Regions from separate parts of the Macaca mulatta genome. Here region 2 is linked to region 1. Evidence: chromatin contacts called from public Hi-C data. All regions are on one chromosome and are shown on one strand. Each heading gives the region's core, a stretch centred on a gene start, on an enhancer-like site or on the middle of the called end of the contact. The rest is flanking DNA. Distances are from core to core; before and after follow the strand shown. Region 1 holds the start of SBF2 (SET binding factor 2). Region 2 overlaps LOC114672343 (a long non-coding RNA gene).

Evidence for each region. A called contact is a pair of places that touch in the nucleus more often than the background predicts.
Region 2: a contact with region 1 is called in a Hi-C map of fibroblasts, with 3 times the contacts expected there. The contact joins the enhancer-like site here to the promoter of SBF2 in region 1. A contact is called at or near these places in 6 of 14 Hi-C or Micro-C datasets (blood, cortical neurons, fetal cortex germinal zone and 3 more).

The regions. Positions count from the first base shown.
Region 1 is chr14:55,219,511-55,226,897 of T2T-MMU8v2.0, forward strand. It overlaps SBF2 (SET binding factor 2), which reads left to right and starts at 3,121. Exons shown (of 41, transcript XM_077963424.1): 1 at 3,121-3,667; 2 at 6,412-6,503. It overlaps ADM (adrenomedullin), which reads right to left and starts at 1,882. Exons shown (of 4, transcript XM_015114882.3): 1 at 1,726-1,882; 2 at 1,171-1,289; 3 at 870-1,019; 4 at 1-638. The coding sequence starts at 1,268. The coding sequence ends at 332.
Region 2 is chr14:55,760,445-55,767,831 of T2T-MMU8v2.0, forward strand. The region is part of intron 1 of LOC114672343 (a long non-coding RNA gene); the gene reads right to left. The region is part of intron 1 of LOC106993338 (a long non-coding RNA gene); the gene reads left to right. Among named protein-coding and RNA genes, the nearest start is that of SWAP70, 97 kb to the right of the region's middle. Within about 2 kb of position 3,992, at least 3 of the 40 cell types and tissues checked have an H3K27ac peak or open chromatin away from gene starts, as enhancers often do.

The sequences.
Region 1 (7,387 bases), core at 1,871-4,370:
GAATACGGCTGTGGCTCAGACCCCTGCCCCGGGGGTCTCAGCATTCATTTCTCAGTTTTCTCCTCTCCTTAAGCCTGGCAAACACTCACTCGGATTCTGCTGCATCCCGCCCCCACGGGGCACCCGCACTGAGCAAGGCTAAGGAAGCGATGCCCCCAGAAGGAGGGGCCCTTGCAAAGCCAGAGATCGCCGCCGGACGGTGCTTCCCGGATTCGGGGTCTCTGCAGGGCTGTCACAGCCCGGTACCCACACCGCTCGGGAAGTCCTTCGTCCCGGGAGGCACCAGCGGGATGTTTGCGCGACTGTTCGTTGTGCTATGGGCACCTGAATCCTAAAGAAAGTGGGGAGCACTTCCACTCGGCGGGGGTGGAGCCCCAGGTGCTTGTGGCTTAGAAGACATCAGAGTCCGACCCGGGCCGGCCTCAGGCAGGGAGCGCCGGCGCCGGCGGCCGTAGCCCTGGGGGCTGATCTTGCTCCTGGGGGCGACGTTGTCCTTGTCCTTATCTGTGAACTGGTAGATCTGGTGTGCCAGCTTCTGCACCGTGCATGTCCCGAAGCGGCAGCCAAAGCTCCGGAGGCCCTGGAAGTTGTTCATGCTCTGGCGGTAGCGCTTGACTCGGATGCGGGGGGCATCCGGACTGCTTCGGGGGAGGGGGAGAGAAAGGCAACTTGAGACCCCATCAAGCAGAGCTTTGGCCCCAACACCGGGAACGGGAGCCATTCTAGGACCAGAGGGAGCTGGAAACTGCTCGCGCCATCTGAGCTGCGTCCAGCCCCGACGATCCCCCGGGCCAGGGGAGTAGAGACGGAGAGCTCCTCCCGCACACCTTCCTTCCCTCCCGTCCCTGGACAGCACAGGGCGTAGTTACCTGTCTTCGGGGCTTGGAGAGGCACCCTTCATGTCCTGGGGCCGAATGAGAGTCTGGGCAGGCCCAGCCTTCACGTCAGCGAGCCCAGTGGGGTAGCTGCTGGACATCCGCAGTTCCCTCTTCCCACGACTCAGAGCCCACTTATTCCACCTGGAAAACACAAGCAGACAGAGTCGCGTGCGTTCAGGCGATGTCCTGGCCTGTCCCTGCTCCCATTCACTTCTAGACCTTCGGGACCAACGGTCAGTTCCCCTTGCCTGCCAGGTACCAGGACCGGGGACGGGGTTTGCCCCGGACTCACTTCTTTCGAAACTGCGATGCGACATCCAACCGAGCGGTTTCAGCGCCTAGGAAGGCGAGCGAACCCAGGTACATCAGGGCGACAGAAACCAGCTTCATCCCCGCTGCGAAGCGCAGACCCTGGAAAAGAAGAAAGAGTCGAGCGTGAGCACCCGGGCCAGCTGCACCACCCGGGCGGGGCACGAAGGGCGGGCAGGGGCCCCGGCGAGGCGGGTTTAGCCCGCGCTTTCCCTGGCGCTTATCTCCCTCGGCGCAGAGAGGCGCCAGAGACGTTTGCACGCGCCGGCCGGGTGACAGGCCCCGCACGGGAGGCCGCTGCACCCCGCCAGGCTCCCAGAGGGTCTCTGCTCAACTTCTTGGAACTTGGCTGACGGAGCATAGGGGACTGGGTCTCTGGATCTCCAGCTGTGTGCACGAGCTGGGCCCAGGATATGGGGTGTATCCTTCAGAGAACCCCCAAAGTGGGTTGCTCCCCTCACCCAGATCTCCCAGTTTAGGGCCTTGGCAAGCACTGCCCCCACTCCACCTCTTAACCCGCAGCGTCTGCGGCACCTACCTGCTAAGAGAGTGATCTGCCAAGTACTTGGAGGAGAAAGTCTCAGACGTCCCACTGGCAATGGCAAAACCCCAAAGTCCAAGCCCAGCTGCAGTGAGAAGCCCGAAGTGGCAAGGCTCAAGCTCTTCTATCTAGTGTCACCAAGAAACCACTGAGTGGCCAGCTCTGGTTCCTGTGCTTTATAAGCGCACGGGTGGGGGAGCGGCGGGGCGGGGCCTGTGCTGCCCAGTTGCCTTCCCTTTCTTTCCTAAGCCACGCGCGCTCCTGCTCTCGGACGCGCGCATTGCTTCCTTTGGGGCTGGGGTTGGACGGGGGGAGGGGGAGTTGGGGGGAGAGGAGGTCCCTGGTGCCCAGAGGGCTTAGGTATGGGCTCCGGGCGGTTGGTGCAGGAACAGCCACAGCCCTAACTCTTTGGGCACAGGGTTCAGACAGTACGCCGGGGCGAAGGGGCGCCACTACAACCTCTTGAGGTCCTTATCCAGGACCTATGAAGCCCAGAGTGCAAAGCCTCCTGGCGAAAAATAGCAAGAGCCCGCGGGAGGGACCGCGCGGATGGCCCGAGACCCGGACCTGGGGAGCTGTGGACTCAAGTGGACCGCGCCCCCTGCCGGCTTGGCGCCTGACCTGGCCGCGACCCCAGGCTCCCGCGGAGGGGCTGGGGCAGGGACCCAGCAGAGCCGAGAGGAGCAGGACTCACTAGTACCCCAGAGGACCGAGACCCCGGGGTTTCGGGATGGGCTAGTAAGATTTCACAGTAGGGACAAAGCTCAGAAAAGCTAAATTGAGAATTGGGATTTGGAGGGGGGAATTATCTGAAATTTCAGAATTTACATTTCTATTTGGAAACATAGGAATAACCAAAATTAGGAGGAAATATACTGTTTCATTTTGCCTCCTTGTAATCCTATTATGCCTTATAAGGTCATAACCTGAGAGTGCGCCTGGCTGCCTTCATTCATCCATCGTAAACGTGAGGACTGACTGCCAGGGAGCACACTAACGCTTCACGTATGCTAATCATTTTACAGTTTACCAAGCACGGCCACATCCCAGTCTACTTTGAGCTTCACACCCACCCTTGAGTCAGGCAAGGAAGGTAACATTACTTTTCCCATTTCAGCAGGTAGAAAATTCAAGCTCAGAAAGGGGAGGTATCTGCAGAGAGGGGAAGTCACCTTGCAGGTAGGAAGCAGCAGAGTCCCTACTCGGCCCGACACGCAAGCACGGCCGACTGGGGCGCGGTGTAGATTCCTCTAGGCTGGGGTCACCGTCTTCTCAAGGGGGAAAGGAGAGTCCTAGCCCCCGCCCAAAGAATTTGTGCCTGTTCATGATGAATCACGCTAAACACGTTTGTCACCCGTTTGTGCTCTTCCATCACAGCTTCTGCTCTTTCTTACTTCTCTCCTGGGGGCCAAACTGGGAAGGAAAGGCTAAGCCACGAGGCTTCCTGCTTCTTGCTTGTGGGTTTCTGGGGTCCTACAAACCACTCCTCTACTCGAATGTCCTGAAGCCCAGCGACTCGACGGAGAGGCCAAGGGTGCAAGACCACTAGCCAAAGAGGCTTCTGGTCCTCACCTCCCGGCAATTCGCTGTGTGAAGGTGGGCGAGTCACGTCCCATCTCTCGTGTCCCCATCTTAGAGCCGGTCCTCAGCAGACCTTTAAGCTTCTTTCCTACTCTGCCATATGGCTCTGAGCTCCGGTGCAAAGGCGGCTGGGCGGTGGGTCTCGTGGACCTTGCCCAGAGTGGTCTGTCTGGGCCGCGCACCGCTGGCTCAGCCGCCTTTTCACTCTCGGGACTCTACAGTGGACATTGCACCTGGGGAAGAAATGGCCGCGCCGAGGTTGTTTATTTTAAGGACTCTTCCTGGAAGAAGCCACCTGAGCGGACCTGAATTCCGTCTGAAGACGGAGGACAAATTCTGGGCCCTGACCCTGGCCCTAGTAAGGGGTTAGGACGCAGGGGGTTCGAGGAGTGTAGCACGGAGCACTGGTCGGGATCCGACCGCCTGGCTGGGCGCAGGGCGGTCACCGCAGCGGCCTGGCCGGGCGGCTAGTCCGTCTGCACCGCAGACAGCAGCTATTACTGCACGCCTGCTGGATGACCAGGAGCCTCCCCAGCCTAACTATTGTTCTTCTTCCTTGTCTCCCATTTCCTTTTCCTTTCACTTATCCTCTGCCAATCAAGCTCTTCCCACCGATCCAGGACTGGCTATCAGTCTCTCTGAGGATGCGACCTACTTGTCGCCACTTTCCACTTGGGTCCACGCCAGGACAGGTTTTACTTTCATTTCTCCCGCGCGCGCCTCTGACTGCTGGAGAGGTCAAGGACAGCTAGGCGTCGGCCCACAGCCAGGGAAGGTCCCGTGGTCTGGACTCGTTCCTTCCAGTCTCCACCAGTCCTGGGGGGGTGGGGCGGGGCGGGGGTGTTTGTTCTCCAGAGAACTCTGCGACTGTACCTCCCTGCCCTTTAGAAAAGCCCGTGATTCCGTAGGGGAAACTGAGCTGTCGCTCTGCCAGGAGGATCGCGAAGCGAGTGCTCTTGGTTCAAACACCTCTTTGAGCTGCAGGCGGCTTCAAAAAGGAAAGCAAGCCCAGGAGTGGAGGGAGACTCAGAGGCTAGGCTCTGCCAGCCTCAGGTGCCTAGGCCAGCAACGTTGTGACTGTGCCAAGAATTCCCACCTGAGAGTCTTTGCACGCACCTTATCAGCCTGGTGCACTTTGTCGCTCTGGCACTTAGAGATCTGTCACTTGAGAACTAAGTCAATTCTTTCTTTAAGTAAAATCTTGGATTGGCAGCTCAAAGGATTTTGCTAGAAAGCCCCTATCTTGGAGGGGGGTGTGTGTGTGTGTGTGCACGCTCCCCACTTGCAGGGGCCAGAGTACTCCCCAAAGCGTCGTGGGTTTAAGTCGAAAAAAGATAAGGAATTTGTTAAATCTGGGCATCTATGTTTTTTCTCGTGAAATCTCAAATTTGCAAATTAATCATCGTTAACGACAAAAAAATCACTAGAATGCATTTCTGATTCAATGGTTCTATGGAGAAGGAAATGCTGCAGTGGGAGTTCTGATCCTGGGGATTTGTTAACATAAGTTGCATTCATTCAAGTGGCAGTGATTGTAGATTCACATTGAGCAAGGACAGTACAAGGAAGGAAGGAAGTGGAGGAAGAAACATCTTTAAAGTTTCTGGCAAGAAAAGAGAAAGAAAAAGAAAAAAAAAACCCTTAATGAAGATCTACTTTTTTTTGTGCTCCAGAATTTTGAAAGGTCAGATTATAAATAAACCTCCAAAGCACTGTAATAAATGTGTACATCCTGACATTAGAGCAACATACATACACATATGCTAAAGGGTTTTTGCACAATGGTGTTTCAACTTCTTCACATTCCAATTGAATGATTTTTAGGCCCTACATCCAAGCCTGATTCTTAGAAATGTTTGGAGTTTTAAAAAAAAGTGTGGTAGTGGTTTATCAGCCAGCACTGTGGACACAGTTCCTAAAGCCAGAGTGGCCATACTCAGGTCTTTCAGGGAAGCAATGAAAAATAATAAATATCAATGATATTAATAAGAATAAATAAAATGTAAGTAGCTAAGTGCATTGCATAATTATCTCAGATGCCTCCTTTATCAAACAGGACATTTTATGATGCATTTATTATTAATATAGTTCAAAATGTCTATTAAGCTGTTTACAAAGTTCACTTGAAAACAAAGTTCAAGATGCATCCTGAAGTCATAACACAAAGTGATTTAGAGAAAGGACACAATTGGCCTTGTGGATTCGATCACTTACAGGGAGAAGTAAAGCAGGATACAAAGCCCAGGGCACTTTTTTGGGATCTCTGACTTCTCTAACGACCTAATAAAAATATAGATCCTTTCCAGAAAAATGAACATGTACATAAACCAATTAAAGTATAAAATAGGCATACAGTTCTGGGAGGTTGACCAAGTTTAAAACCCTGACACAGAATAAAAAGCACTGTTTCCATATTTTAAATTTCTGTCTGGTTTGCAGTGGTAAGGGCAAGGAGGACAGTTAACCTCCCTCTTTAGGGCATAATATTTTTCAGAGCATCAGCATAAAGAAAAGTAATGCTTTTGCTGCCCCATTTTTGTGCTCCTGTACAAAATAGGCAGAGAGTAACAGTCAGTTCTTGTACCTGATAAAGCCAGAAGGCAAACCTCCCTGAAGCTTAAATAAGGTAAATCGCTGCAGAACAAATAAAAGAGAAGAGATTATCCAGTATAGTGGCTCATGCCTGTAATCCCAGCACTTTGGGAGTCCGAGGCAAGTGGATCTCTTGAACTCAGGAGTTCAAGACCAGCCTGGCAACATGGCAGAAATACATCCCTAAAAAGAAAAAAAAACAAGACAGAGAGAGAGAGAACAGAAAGTAGTAAACCTAAAGAAGCTTGTTACAATAACACCTGTAACAAGACAAAATGAAATTACTTCAAGAGAAATTTGCTACAGAGGTCACAATAAATGGCATTAATGAATGGATGATAAAAGAGATGATGATTAGGCTATTTGAATCATCCATAGCCAAAGAGAATGGTGTTAATGAGAGCAACCATCATGTAGGGATCTTGTGGTATCAGATTAGAAGCACCTGGAAAGAAGCAATTATTTTATATATGTATATACATTTATATTTTTTATTTTTTATTTTTATAGAGATGTGGTTTTATCATGTGCCCAGGCTGGTCTTGAACTCCTGAGCTCAAGAGATCCACTCGCCTCAGCCTCCCAAAGTGCTAGGATTATAGGTATGAGCCACTGTGCTCAGCCAAGAAGCAATTCTGATGTATAAGCCTGAATGAATTGATAGTGTATTCATTCTTTCAACAGATATTTACCGATTATGTATTATGTACCTAGCACTGTGCTAAGTTCTCAACATACAGTAATCACCAATGCAGTCATCAACAAACTTACCCTCAATGAGCTTACAGCCTAGTGACGTAGCCAGATATAAACAAATCCTTATCGGAATTACATATTTACATGATTATAAACTGTGTTAAGTATTCTGAAGGACAAAGCAAGACTGGGGGATCTAACATTCCAAATGGAGGAAACAGCATGTGCAAACACTCATAGATGGGAAAGAACTTGGTACATTAGAAAAAATGAAAGGAGTCCTGTTTGATTAGAATGCATTGAATGATGGAAAAAAGAGGCCTGAAATGAGATTAAAGAGGTCATCAGGGTCAGAGTAAATAGGACGCTTTCAGACATGAAGATTTTGCACTTTATTTAAGGTGACATGGAAAACTATTGACAGGTTTGAAGACAAGAGAGACATGATCTGATATACATTTGTTTAAACGATCGTTTTGGCAATCTGATATACATTTATTTATTTAAACGATCGTTTTGGCAATCTGATATACATTTATTTATTTAAACGATCGTTTTGAATGTGGTAGATAGTCGAGAAAGGAGCAAGAAAGGAAGCAGCGCAGTGGTGGTACTCTAGAGAGACTGGAGAGGGTCTAGTCCCCCCATAACGTTGTTTATTATACTCCCTCCCCCACATACACATACTCATTCCACCCTGAAGTTTACCAGCTTCACTGACATGCATCCTGTTCAGTAGCACACGGCCTGCTCTCAGAAGAGCCCACACTTGGTGGAATGCTCTGCTGAA
Region 2 (7,387 bases), core at 2,742-5,241, 540 kb after region 1:
CATATCACATCACAGTGATCTCCAAAAGGCCTCTTTTTTTTTTTTTTTTTTTTTTTTGAGATGGAGTCTCCCTCTGTCGCCCAGGCTGGAGTGCAGTGGCCGGATCTCAGCTCACTGCAAGCTCCGCCTCCCGGGTTCACGCCATTCTCCTGCCTCAGCCTCCAGAGTAGCTGGGACTACAGGCGCCCACCACCACGCCCGGCTAATTTTTTGTATTTTTTAGTAGAGACGGGGTTTCACCGTGTTAGCCAGGATGGTCTCGATCTCCTGACCTCATGATCCGCCCGTCTCAGCCTCCCAAAGTGCGGGGATTACAGGCTTGAGCCACCGCGCCCAGCCCAAAAGGCCTCTTAAAGGGGGGCCATGATGATGCTTTGAGCTCCAAGTGTTAATGTCAACTCAAACTCTGCATCTACTACTCAAAATGTCTTGTTATCCCCATTTCTCTAGTGAATGATCACCTAAATGGCCATAGGTCTCTTTGGGGGGAAAAATGAAGGAATCATTGTGACATACACTTGCTGCAATTCTGCAAAGTCCTTCCTCTTAGAGAGCTGGCCACCTCTTTAGTCAATAGTTCTCAAACCTAAGCTGATTTTCAGATATAGAACCATTCCTTTCTAAGGGAAGCACCTGTGAGGGACAATGGGCAGGGAGGCCAGAGAGGTTGGGAGGGCTATCAGACCATGATGGGGGTGGACCGCTGTGAAAGAGAGAGGGAAGGAAGGAACAAATATGTTGAATAAATTACAAACATCTGGTGCATACTGGGCACTGAATGGATCCCAAGGAATCTCTGGATGAACACAGTACAGCTCAGCCCCCAAAGAACTCACAACCTAAAGTAGACACAGACTATTTGTTGTAAGCAGAACAATCCCCACCCCCCTTCCCTGAAGATGTCCATGTTGTAATCCCTGGAACTTGTGAATATGTCATCTTACATGGCAAAAATTAAGGTTGCAGATGAAATTAAGGTTGCTGACCAAGACATTATCCTGGATCAGTCCAATGTCATCACAAGGGTCCTTATAAGTAGAAGTGGGAGGCAGAAGCAAATGTCAGAGAAAGACCCAACAGGAAACTCAATAGGAGAAAGACTTAATGAGCCATTTCTGATTTTGAAGATGGAAGGAGGACAGACGTGAGCCAAGAATGTGGCAACCTCTGGAAGCTAGTAAAAGGAAGAAAATGGATTCTCCTTCAGAGTTCCAGAAATGAACATAGCCCTGCCAACACCTTGATTTTAGCCCAGTAACACCCATTCTGGACTTCTGGCCTCCAGAATACTAAGAATAAATCTGTATTGTTTTAAGCTGCTAAATTTGTAGTAATTATTACAATAGCAATAGGAAACTAATAGGGCTATATAATGAACCACAGTGATTCGTGCAATTGCACTGTATTCGTACAACAGCTGTGTACAGGGGGCAGGAGCTCAGAACAAGCAAATTGGATAAGGGATGGCCTAGGGAGAAAAAAGAGTGAGACAGAGGGGCAGAGGTGCAATGTGATATGCAGAGGCAGCTGCTGCAAGGCCAAGAGGGACACTCACACATGCAAACATATAATCCTGTGCACACACATGCAACACAAACAAGGGCATACATGTTCTCACATATACACACCCTAGTGTTATTGGCACTTACACATGCAGACTCTTTCTGACACAGGCCCACCCACTGCCTGGATTCCACCCGTTTTTGGTGACCTCTCTTGTATTAGTCCATTCTCACGCTGCTAATAAAGATATACCCAAGGGTGGGTAATTTATAAAGGAAACAGGGTTAATTGACTCACAGTTCAGCATGGCTGGAGAGGCCTCAGGAAACTTACAATGATGGTGGAAGGGAAAGCAAACATGTCCTTCTTCACATGGCGGCAGCAAGAAGAAGTGCTGAGCAAAAGGGGGAAAAGCCCCTTGTAAAACCATCAGATCTCGTGAGAACTCACGATCCCAAGAACAGCATGAGGGTAACTGCCCCCATGATTCAATTACCTCTCACTGGGTCCCTCCCATGACATGTGGGCATTATGGGAACTACAATTCAAGATGAGATTTGGGTGGGGACACAGCCAAACCATATCAACTCTGTCATCTCTGAACACCATATTTCCTGAGGGCAGCTGAATTTAGCAGGTGGGGACAGGGCTTGTCTACCATGGCTCCGTCACTAGCCTTCACCTGAACAGGAGGTACACTGGGAGGCTGAGACTCACCAGTTGGGGGGCAGCTGGAAATCATTTACCTGCCCAGCATTTTAGTTTGTAAGGTGTCAGGGTAAGCCCTGACCTTGCACATGTTCTCCCAAATCTCAGTCTCTCCCCTCACAGCTGTATGATGGAACCTATTATGAATGAGCTGGTCACCCAAAACCAGTGTGTCCATCTTCCCATGCATTTGTCTGTCCATTTTCATTCATTCAACATACATTTATTGATGCTTCTTCTGTGTTAATGCCTGCTCCTGGATACTTTGGACCCCAAGTAAAATAAGCTACTATCCAAGATATGATTTCTGGTGTAACCAGAGCTATGATAGGGTGAGAGCAAGTAGGAGCCTGCAGAAAGATAGGAGGAGCTCATAGCCCAGCCTTGGGGTAAGAGACATGAGTACATGACATTTCGGCTGAGTATTAAAGAATAAGATCACTGGGCAAAGGTGAAATCAGGAGGAGCAAGGAAAAGAAGTTAAGTCAGGTTTGTGATGTGTATTTTAGAAAGATCTCCCTGGTGAGGATGGCAAAGGGGGACTGGGAGGAAGGCAGGCCAGTGAGCAGCTGCTGTAATTATCCCAACCTGAGAAGGCAGTTGGGCTGGATAGACATGGGAGCTCCAGAGACATGCCTGAGGTGGTATCTGTAGGATGTAGGGCCTAACTGATGGGGACAGAGGGGATAAAGGGAGAGGGAGCAGTTAAAGACTGTCAGGTTGATGGCTGGGACATCTAAGAATGGCCCCAGTCTCAGAGTCAAGTGCCAGGCGTAAAGAAAGGATAACCAGGCTGGGGGCATGCAGGCCCTGGTGCTGACTTCAGCAGCAGGCATATGCTTCCTTGGGGAGGAGTCAGCTGGTAGAGAGGGTATGTGCAGCACTTCCTGAATCTGGGAGGGGTTCCCCACGTCACACACACACACACCAATCACACATCTTCTTGGCTTAGAGAAAGAAGTTAAGTAGCCCCTCCCCATTTTAACAGCTGAGGAGTCCATGATTTCAAGAGGTTAAATGACCTTGTCCAAGGCCACAGAGCAGTGCCTGATGGAACTGGGATTTGAACCCAGGCTTGTCTGACTACATCCTGTGCTCTTCTCCCCAGTCCCAACAGGTCAACCAGGCCAGTCTTGGCACCAGAGAATTAAGAATCCAGGGGACCTCTGACCTCTATGTCACACCCAGCCTGGCCAGGCCACTTACAGGGCCATTCAAAGCCAGGACTGCCTCACTCTCTTAGACAATGGACCAGGACAAAAAGTTCTCTTTGTGGGTAGAATGACCTTGGGCCCTCCAAGGAGAGGCGGAATGGCCCCACAGCTAACTTAGCCCTCTCATACCCACTCCACACCGTGGCCACCCACCCCACAGCTAGAGCACCTAAGAAGTGCATCTCCTAGTCTGTAGGTGAGCAGGAGAAGCCCAGGCCCAGCCCAGTTCAGCACGTCCCCACTGTCACACAGCTCAGCCATAGCTGGGCCTTCCAGGAAATCCAGACCTGGGCAATTAGAAACAGAGAGCTCAGGGCTTAGAATGAGATACTCTGCAGGATCCTGGTGAGGATCTGGCCCTGTCTGAGCCTATTTCCTCATCTGTAAAACGTGAAGTTAGGCTTATTTATCCTACAGCTCTCACAGCTGCAATGGTCTTTTTGCATCTCCTCTGCAGTCCCTGGCCTCATCCAAGCCTAAGAGTTGAACAACAGATGCCTGGTCCCTACGGAAAGCCCCCAACTCTGGCCTCAGCAGATCCACCTCCTCACTCCCCACAGGTCCCCCGAGGTTCAGTGCAGCCTCAGCCAGAAGAATGTGAACCATTCCCGGCATCTCCTCCCCTGTGGCCAGCCCAGAGAGGGGCTGGAGCCTCTGGGCCCTTCTGACAGGAAATTAGCTGGGCCTGGCCTTCCCCACTACCAGCTGCTCTGCTGACCCTGACCCTGTGTTTTCTGAAACTTGATACTGCAAATTTCAAAGCCTCTTCTCCATTCCCTGGAGGCCTGGCTGAGCTGTGTGTCTAGTGGGGCCTCCAGCCTACGTGTGGGCCTGCCTTCCTGTCCTGGAAAGGGCCCTGGCTAAGAGTGGTGCAGGGAAGCCTGAGGCCCAGCCCCTGCCATGACCCTGAGCAGGGCCTACCCCCAGGCGATTCATCTCCCCATCTCCGAGCTGTGAGAGGGAACCCACATGCAGAGTGGCTGCAACATGGAGAATGGGTTGGAGGGACACAAGAGGGGCAGTGGAGAGACCACCTCAGATGCAACTGTGATGTTTCAGGGAAGAGATGGTTTGGACTAGGATGGGATGGTGAAGATGACAAAAACTATAGACTGGAGACATATTTAGGAAGTAAGATGGAGAGATACTGGTGATGGTCTGGCCATGAAGGCTGAGGGACACAGGTGTCAAAGGGCCTGCTAGGTTTCCGAGTTGCCCAGCTGAATGGATGGTGGTATCTTTCCCTGAGATGGTGAACACCAAAGGATGACCAGGGTTGGGTTGAGGAGGGAAAATATCCTGTTTGGCCTTAGTTAGAGGCTGAGGCGCCTTTGAGCTGTCCCAGTGAAGAGGCTGAGCACATGGATATCCAGAGAGGAATAAGCTGAAGATACTTATTTGGGAGGGAGAAAAGTAGATGGTAGGTAAGGACATGGATAAAACTGCCAAGAAGGAAGAGTATTAAGTAAGAAAAGAGCCCAGCCTGTGCCTTAAGGACACTAATGTTCAATGGCCAGGTAAAGGAGGAAAAACCTGGAATAGAGGGTGAACAGAGAAAGAGCAGCCGAAGATATAGGAAGAACCATAAGCATATTGTGCCTTGCAATGAATGGAGAAGAGTGTTTCAAGAAGGAAGAGAATGTTCGGATGCTGCTGGAAAATCTAAAAAAAAGAGGAGAATGTAAAATGCACTTTGGATTTAGTGTCCTGAAGGTCACCTCACCAGTGTTTTAGGGAGTGCTGTTTCGGTGAAGTGAAGCAGGGAGAGGCCAGACTGTCACCGACAGGAGGCACGTGAGGTGTGAGGAAAGAGACAGTGCTCTGGAGACGTTTGACTGTGGGTGAGAGGAGGGTGGGGCAGTAGCTGCAGTAAGACAAGGAGTCGAAGAAAGGGGCTTTTGTTGTTTTTTAAGGTAAGTGAGATTCAAACATGTTTAAATGTTGATAAGCAGAATCTTGTTCAGATGAGAGACTGACAATGCCTGAGAAAACAAGGACAACAAACATAAAAGTGTTTTTGACAAAGCAGGAGGGCTTGCCAGGGCCCCTCAGCAGGGTAGGGCTCAGAGGGAACATCTCCAATCCTTTGAAGCTGGCTCCTGGGCACTAGGCTGGCTGTGGCACTGCCTCTGAGTGCTCTATATGCCCCACAGCCAAGGCCAGCACCGTTGGATGGCCAAGTACATGTACCTTATGGACCCTATTCAACCCTAGTTGAGGATGGCAGGAGTTAGAGATGATCGGACAGACCATGGTGGGCCGTGATGTCCTAAACAAGGGTGCTACATCCCTGGGAGAAGAGCCATGGGCCTCTAGGCCTATTGTGGACATTGAGCCCATTGCCAGTGACAGGATGCCTGGAGCCCTGCTGGATGGTATCTCTAAGTCCAGGGTCCCCAGATGCCTCCATTCCAGCTTGGCAATACCATGTTGGCTCTACTGGCATAGGACACTCCCAGGCATACCACAGGGCAGTGGTTCTCAGAGGATGGCCTCTAGACTGGGAGTATCAGCATTACCTAGAAACTAGTTGGAAATGCAAACTCTGAGGCCCCACCACAGATCTATCAAATCAAAAACTCTGGAGGTAGAGTCCAGCAGTGTGTGTATAACAAAGTTTCCAAGTGACTTTGAGGCACCACTTCTCTAAGGTATCAAGCCTTTCATCCCTCCATTTGCTGTCCGTCCAGTAACCTAAAATTCAGACATCTACCAATCTAAACAGCCATCATCCAACTGTCCATTTCTCAGTGCAATTCAACCATCTGTCTTAGTCAGTCTGAGCTGCTATATAACAGGACATCCACAGACTGGGTGGCTTATAAGCAACAGAAATGTATTTCTTGCCATTCTGAAGGTTGGAAAGTTCAAGATCAAGGCACTAGCAGATCTGGTGTCTGGTGAGAGCCTGCTTCCTGGCTCACAGAGAACTAGCTATCAACAATCCACGTTCGCATTCTGTCCAGCCACCTGTGCCTATCTATCTAATCTCATGTAATCTAGTCTATCATCAGCCTAAATAGTCATCATTCTAAATATTTCTTTATTTATGTTACAAACATCTACTCACTATCTTCACAACTCATTTATGACACAAAAGAATATCTAAGCTCTGGTACCCACCACACCCACCTCCCCTTTCTAAGGAAAATGGACATAAACATTTCTTTCTGCTTAAAGTTTCAGGATCATATCATGTGTATTAAGTGAAATCAGTTCTATTTCTCTGGGCAGCAACCCTGACTGGACAAGGGGCAGGTTCTTGGGGTTCCTCAACTAAAGGCAACTGTGTTTGTATGTGTATAATCTTAATATATATATATATACACACACACACACACAGTAGCTTAAGTATTACATAGAGATATGATATATTCTATAGATATAGATCTGTCACACATATGTGTACATATATAACTTCAATAGCTTGCCATAAAACTCTGCCCAAAGGAGGTTGTCTGTACTGAATGGTGACAGACTTAGCCAGTCATAAACATTCTCTTCCTTCATTCTCTTCCTTGGAGAGTATGAATGTTTGGTATCACTGAGAAGTCAGGTCACTTCAAGCTCCAGTTCTATCCTAACAATGGTAAGCAGTTTTCAATGAAGCCTGCTGAATATGTCTGCTTTGAAAGAGTGGGATTTAGAGTGACCTTATAGCTCAGACAGAAACAACTGTGCTGCGGGCGTGACTCTGCAACCCTGCATTTAGCCCTCATTATCCAAGACAAACGTCAAGCTGCCTCTGCTGGAGGGTGGAGCTAGATGACCACACTATACCACATATCCTCCCTGTCCACAGCTGATTGGAGCAGGGCCACCTCACCATATCCCATCCATCAGCAAATCCTGATTACCTTCAAAATCAATCCTAAACTGGACCACTTATCACTGCCCTCACCACTGCCACCCTGGTCCAAACTACCAACATCTCTCACCTGGATTTCTGCAGTCGCCTCCTA